2 separate regions of the Rattus norvegicus genome follow, and region 1 is linked to region 2. Evidence: chromatin contacts called from public Hi-C data. All regions are on one chromosome and are shown on one strand. Each heading gives the region's core, a stretch centred on a gene start, on an enhancer-like site or on the middle of the called end of the contact. The rest is flanking DNA. Distances are from core to core; before and after follow the strand shown.

Evidence for each region. A called contact is a pair of places that touch in the nucleus more often than the background predicts.
Region 1: a Hi-C map of kidney shows a contact between it and region 2, with 2.2 times the contacts expected there. The contact joins the promoter of Utrn here to the enhancer-like site in region 2.

The regions. Positions count from the first base shown.
Region 1 is chr1:9,042,600-9,046,459 of GRCr8, reverse strand. It overlaps Utrn (utrophin), which reads left to right and starts at 1,973. Exons shown (of 75, transcript NM_013070.2): 1 at 1,973-2,071.
Region 2 is chr1:8,923,243-8,926,579 of GRCr8, reverse strand. All of the region lies in intron 3 of Utrn (utrophin), which reads left to right. Among named protein-coding and RNA genes, the nearest start is that of Utrn, 120 kb to the left of the region's middle. Within about 2 kb of position 1,694, at least 9 of the 93 cell types and tissues checked have an H3K27ac peak or open chromatin away from gene starts, as enhancers often do. A contact at or near this core is called in kidney, where this site is marked.

The sequences.
Region 1 (3,860 bases), core at 724-3,223, 120 kb before region 2:
ATACACACTCACTCATATACACACACACACATTCACACACACACTCATACACACACATTCACATTCTCACACACTCATACACACACTCGTATACACACTCATATACACACTCACATACACTCATACATACACTCATACATACACATTCACACTCACACACACATTCACTCTCTCTCACACACACTCATACACACACACTCACACACTCATACACACACACTCATACAAACGCATTCACACACTCTCACACATACACTCATACACACACACTCGTATACACACTCACTCATATACACACTCACATACACATTCATACATACACTCATACACACACATTCACACTCACACAAACATTCACTCTCACACACATTCACTCTCTCTCACACACATTCACTCTCTCACACACACACTCATACACACACTCATACACACACACTCATACAAACACATTCACACACACTCTCACACACACTCTAACACACACACTCATATACACACTCACTCATATACACACTCACACACTCACACCCATGCACTCACACCCACACACTCATGCACACACACTCACACACTCTCACACACATTCACACACTCTCACACACACATTCACACACTCTCACACATATATTCACACTCTCTCAGACACACATACATTCATACACTCATACCCATGCACTCACACTCACACCCACACACTCATGCACACACATACTCACACACTCATATACACACTAACACACACTCACACCCACGCACTCACATGCACTCACACTCACTCACACCCACACACTCACACCCACACACTCATGCACAGAGAGAGAGAGAGAGAGAGAGAGAGAGAGAGAGAGAGAGAGAAATTTAAAGGTTAGCACCGACGTTATTTGTGTATATGCACATATAAGGACACTTGGGGTTGTTTAAACAGCATTTAAAAAAGATGCTAAGAAAATTGTATAAAATAAATATACCCTTGGATTTAGAACCGCAAACTCAACAACCTCAGTAAACAGAAATGGGATGAGTTGGCCAGCAGGTCGAGATTTATTTAAAATAAAAACTAAAAGAAAAAAAAAAAAAAGCACTCGGTTAACAGACACCTAGTGTGCCTAGGGGGGCGTGACACCCATTTTCGGACAATTTGAATAAAAGGCACGGTGCGTGCGCATGGTGCCTACTCCAGCTTCTGCCTTCCAGCATGCACGACTGGTTCCGGGATTCCCGCACCGCGCACCGCACGGAGCGGGCGGCTGCGGCTGGGAGGGCGCTTAGGGCTAGTGCTGATTGACCGGGCGCGCGGTCAGGTGACCCGAGGCGCCACGTTCCGGGAGCCCGGCTCCCAGTGGCTTCCCAGGCCCGGGCAGGGCCGAACCCGGAGCCTAGGGGGACAGGTCTCTCCCGGAGAACAAAGTTGCTGGGCCGGGGCCCCGAGCCCGGGGCGCGCGAGCGGCTAGGCGTCTGATCCGACCCGTGGGATCCACGGCTCCGAGGCTGGGCGGTCCGTGCTGAGAGAAGCGAGCTCCTTCCCGGGTGGCGGGCCGACCCAGCAGCGCCCCACCCTCGCTCTCCAACAAAGGGGCAGGCGGCGGCCGGGGGAGGACCAGGAGGAGGAGCCGGAGCAGCGAGCAGCTCTCGCGCACAAAGTTGTGGAGTCGTCCTTCCCCGGAGGAGGGGAGCGGGCAGCGCCGGGCGCGGGATTTCTCCCGCCCAGGGCCGAGGAGGAACCTTGGGCTCCCTCAGCGGATCCGGCGACCTCCGGGAGAGGCGTCCCTTTTCTTTGGGGTCATTCCTGTAGAGGGAAAACTCCAGCGTGCGCCTGCCCCCCGGGCTAGCGTTTGGACTGTTTTGTTTTTGGCGGAACTACCGGGCAGGAAGATTGCACAAGTCAGGGGGCGTTTCCAATCGGGTGTCAATTTTGGATCCCCCCACCCCCTTTGGATTTTGTCGGGCTTTCCACGTTTCATTAAAAAAAAAAAAAAAAGGAAAACCAAAATTCTCCTAAGGTCCAACGCAAGCTCCCCACTACCCGAACACGCCCAGAGGAACCCTGGGGCCTCTGGGACTTGGTTAGCAGGTAAGCCCATGCATTATTGAAGCTTCGGGCTGGGTAATGTGACCGCAGTCCCGGAGGGAACGGGGCGGGGGCTGAAAGGAAAGGAGGTGGGTCCTTTCTGCAGTTCCACCGCCTGGGTCCCGAAGTAGCTGTTGCCAACTTCTGCACTTTCCCTGGAAGCTCTGCGTCTTCTGACTGGGCGGGAGAGAGCTGGGATGAGAAGGTGGGAATCTGTACTGGTCGCCAAGGTCTCAAATTCCTAGGTCTAGTTTAGCGCTGTTGTCTTGTCCCTCCCTTGAGAGGAGAGGGTGCTGTCGCCTGTCTGTTTATCGCCCCAAGCAGGGCAGCAGGACTAGCGATCTTCAAGAGGGGACGTGGCCTCTTTGGAGAGCTTGTCACACACCTCCGGTTCCCGGGAAGGCGGGGCCCGGGCGGTGTCCCGGAGGAGAGGGTGGGGAGGGCGGCTGTATAGTGGGAGGGTTGGGGAGCGCTTTCTAGCCGGCCTCCAGGCTGGGGGCGTGCTCGACCTCTCGGTAGTTGCCGTTCCTCAGGGTGGGGCCCCAGTGTGGCGAGGTGGCCAGCTCCCTGCCTGCAGCTCTGGAGAGACTGAGGGGTTAGGGATATCTCATTGGTGCGCAGTCCCGCGCGGCTGCCTGCTTTTCCGGACTCTTGGCATCCCTCACTGCAACTGACAAGGTAATTCTTGCCCCTCTTTGGCCTGGGTCTGAGGCTTTGCTTGCCCAAGGCCACTTTAAAAGCCAACAAAGAGCTAATTGTAAGCTGTGCAACTTTTAGAAGGCACTTTGTTCAAAGAGACTTTTCAAGTCCCTAGATTCCGACCGTGCGGCGTTCCAGGGTTATTTCAAGGGGAGGAGAAAACGTGTGTTACTCTTCAGAGTCAGGGACCCGCCTTTTTTAAACCCCCAAATTGGAGATCCTGGGTGTAATTCCGGGCTCCACTCTTTGGAGTCACTGAGGTAGCATCCTTTATTCGTCTTGCCTTCAGATACCTGGGTCACCAGTATCTGGAGAGGTAGGCTCTCCATGCATTTGAGTGGGAGGGTTTGCCGCGGCCAGAGCGCACGAATTCCGGAAGAGATAGGATCTCCAGGGTGGCGCGGTAGCAGCCTCATCTATTCCGTTGGAACTTGCCCTGGGCCTCTGAAGTCAGGCTGGACCCGCGGGGGCTGGCTGCTGCTGGGCGCTGGGGACGCAGCCTGCAGATTACACTGGTGCCTGCCTGTAAGAACTGGAGGAATTTGAAGCTCGTGGGTCGTTCAGTCCCGAAGACAAGGCAGTGAGGGGCATAGGCCATTCCCGCTGAAGCGCCCCGCCCCCCACCAGCATTTATGAGACCTTCGAGATAGCTCTTTAACCAAAAATTTATTGCGCCCGTAAACAGCATTAATCACAGTGGCATTAACCTTTCCTGGAGCGCTTCTAGTGTGAATGAATGGCAGTTCTTGGCACTCAGCGGTCTCCTTTACAAGCAGAATGGCAAACTTGTTCCTCGGCTTCCCTCTCCAGCATTCCTAGCTTTTGACCACTTGTGAGTGACTAGTGTTTGCAGGACTTAGCTTTTCTTCACAGCTGCTTGATTGAATATTCCTTTATGATGACACCTTTTGAATGTTGCAGATTCTTGAACTTTTGCCTATAAAGCCACCAACCCTGGCGTTCTGTTTTGATATGACAGAGAAGCATCCACCCTGAAGAGCCTGTGCTGTGGTGCGCGTCAGTTTCTGTGGGGAAACTGAATGGCATCGGCTGTTATTTTTGAGAGGAGAGCAATTATGTATAGGGCTCCTGT
Region 2 (3,337 bases), core at 445-2,944:
AGTCTTTTCCTTCCACACTTCTTTCCTTACATCATTTCAAATTTCTTCTCTCTCTCTCTCTCTCTCTCTCTCTCTCTCTCTCTCTCTCTCTCTCTTTCTCCCTCCCTCCCTTCCTTCCTTTCTCTTTCTTTCTTCACTTCCTCTTTCCCTCTGTCCTTCCCTTCCCTACACCTTTTTGAGACAGGGTTTCTCTGTGTAGCTCTGCCTGTTTTAGAACTCACTCTGTAGACCAGGCTGGCCTCAGGCTTATTAAGATCCACCTGCCTCTGCCACCTGAATGCTGGGATTAAAGGTGTACACCACTATGCCCAGCCTGGCAAAGTATTTTTTCAACTTTTTCACAATTTTTTTCACAAAAAAAGTAACTAAAAAATAAAAAGTAACTAATGAATGTTTTCGGTTTACTAAAGAAATGAGTGGGGGGTGGAGAGATGGCTCAGTAGTTAAGAGCACTGACTGCTCTTCCAGAGGTCCTCAGTTCAATTCCCAGCAACCACATGGTGGCTCACAACCATCTGTAATGGGATCCGATGACCTCTTCTGGTGTGTCTGAGCACATCAACAGTGTACTCACATAAAACAAATAAATAAATCTTTAAAAAGACGTGACAGTAACACAGACATATATTTAATATGTCTAAAATCATATGCTCAGAAAACAGCTAGAGACAGTTGTACTGGAAAGAGATATAATAATATATTATTATAATATATTTTATTATAATACATTATATAAAATAATAGATATAAATATAATATAATGTTATGAGTGCAAAATCCCTCGTGTTGTCTCATGAGAATAGGAACACTAGGTTGAGATTTTTACTGTATTTACTAACTGGAGACATGGCTTAGCAGTCAAGAGCCCCTGCTGCTCTTCCAGAGGCCCCAGGCACCATGTGGGCACTGGGAATTGAATTCAGGACCTCTGGAGGAGCATCATCCAGTCCTGAACCATCTCTCCATCCCTTACTAGAATTCTTCATCATAACCTTCAGCTGCTTAACTCACAGGGAACGAAATCGACTTAAACCTTCACAGTTGTTGAATTGTTTCCTTGATAAAGGGTGAAGAGCTTGATCATATTAAATGATACGGATCTAAAGCTGTCTTTTACTAGTAACCACACATGGTTATACAGAAGCTAAAAGCAATTCACTCAGCAGAGGACACTTATAGGTCTATACTCTGTATGCTTCATGCTGCCTATCTTCACAAGCAGTTGTCTTCCTCTTATCTTTGTAAGATACAAGTGCTTGTTAATTGGCCCCTGAGTCCACAAAGTTTCAGAGCCCCAGAGTCCTGAAAGGCAACCCATACTGCAGTGGGTCCTGGTCTGGTATTTCGAAGAGGTATAGAGGAAAGGAGACAGTGGTTGCTTAAAGGGTTAAGAAGAAACTCTTGCTCCTGGGTGTACTGTTCATTTATTTATGACCTCAGGCAAACCTGGAAACAGTTCTAAAAGGAACTGTGTTTTATCCTTTTATCCATTTAACACCCCCGGTCAGTTACCTTGTATTGCCCAGAAAGATAGCTGCGTAGTAATGTTAACGAAAAACCACTAATTTGTGAATCCGCTGCTCTCTGTTACACATTTCCAAACAGAAATAAGCCTGCTTAAGACTGTTGCATGGTGTGTAAAACACGGTCCTTTGGACTCTCTAGCTTTCAGAGTCTGATTTGCATGTGGCTTCCCTCTAGGGAGACAGCAAAGCTGTTGGGAAATGTGTCCTGACTTTGAGCCTGCATTTTCTTTGGCTCGCTTTCAGAGCTGCTCATCTGGCAGAGCCGTGAGCCTACAAATTACAGAAGCTCTTTCATCGGTGCGGTCAGAGGAAGAATCTGCAAACTTGAAAATGCAGAACGTTACGCACAGTTCTGCTTTCCTCCTATTAAAGGGCAAATTCCCATAGGTTTCCATTGCAGACTTGAAGTTTAAATCCACTGGACAGGAGGCAGGCCAGTGAAGCGTTGGTTCTGGATTCTGGTGTGAGTTGCTGCTCACGTGCAGTTCCCCTATACACAACATGGGGCGTGGATGTGCGTGCCCTGCTGTTTTCTGCTCCTTGAAATTGGGAGTTAACAGTCATAAAAATAGGATCTGGAAACAAAGTTGCTGCAGAAGGTGTGGTCGAAGCAACTGGGAGCAGCATCCCCCAGGATGGTTCATCTCCCCGGGAATATTGTCTGAGCCACTGCAGGCTTCCTTGAGCTGAACCATGCATTACCCTTCGGCTCTGATGCTCATTTCATGTCACCACAGCTAATTTTAGAACTGTGTGTAGTCTTCTTAAAAAGATATTTCAATACTTATTAATTCCCCAATACCAATGAGAAATAAACAATAAAATGTTGTCCACATTCTTGACCACCATGTTTAGGATACTCTGGTAGTTCTTTTGTAAGCTAGCTAGCTTCCTTCCTTCCTTCCTTCCTTTCTTGCTTGTGTTCTTGCTTCTTGCTTCTTCTTGCCTAAATTCTGATTTTTTTAATGAAAAAAAAATTAGGTTTTGTTTCATTTTGTGTGTGTATTTGTGTGTGTGTGTGTGTGTGTGTGTGTGTGTGTGTGCTCACATGACATGGTATACATGGAAATCAGAAGGACAATGTGTGGTATCACTTCTTCCCTTTGACCATATGGATCCTGGGGACAGAATTAGGGTTTTCAGTCTTGGCTGAACATGACATTAAACTATTAACTGGCCCCATATGACATTTTTCAAAATGACACGTTCATTTAATATGTGCACTTGCATTCTTGTCACAGAGTTCACAATTCCTTAAGAGACTCACTGTTGACTAACCCTGTATTTCATTTGAATGTGGCCCTGCCCTACTTGGTTATTACCTGTCATTCATTTATGATGCAGCATAGCTATAGACAGACAAGACTCATTTCCCTGGTGTAACGTTTTAGAAAATTACCAGCGCTGCACAGGCCAATTCAGATTTTCAACTTGTCTCAAGCAGGAAGCCCTGCCAGACAGTGAGTCTTGGTTCCTACATGGTCATGCTGTGCTGGCACGGAGCCTGGGGCACATGCTCACTCTCCATGTATGATAGGTGCCCATCAGACATGCTTCTCCTTATCTTGTCACCACAGGCATGACATCTGCTCCCGACAGCTGCCTCTACCTCTCCGCTTGCTTGGCAACAGTTGTTAGCATCTTTGCCCAGATGCTTTTCAATGAAGTTGCACTCATGTCTAGGAAATAGCATTGATGTTGCAGTTCTCTTGTCAAAATGGTGGACCCAGGCCTGGTATTGAGTTTGTCCACAGACAGACTAGTGGAAAGGGGTGGGAGCAATTTAGTCAGTCCAGGACAACAGCACCTGC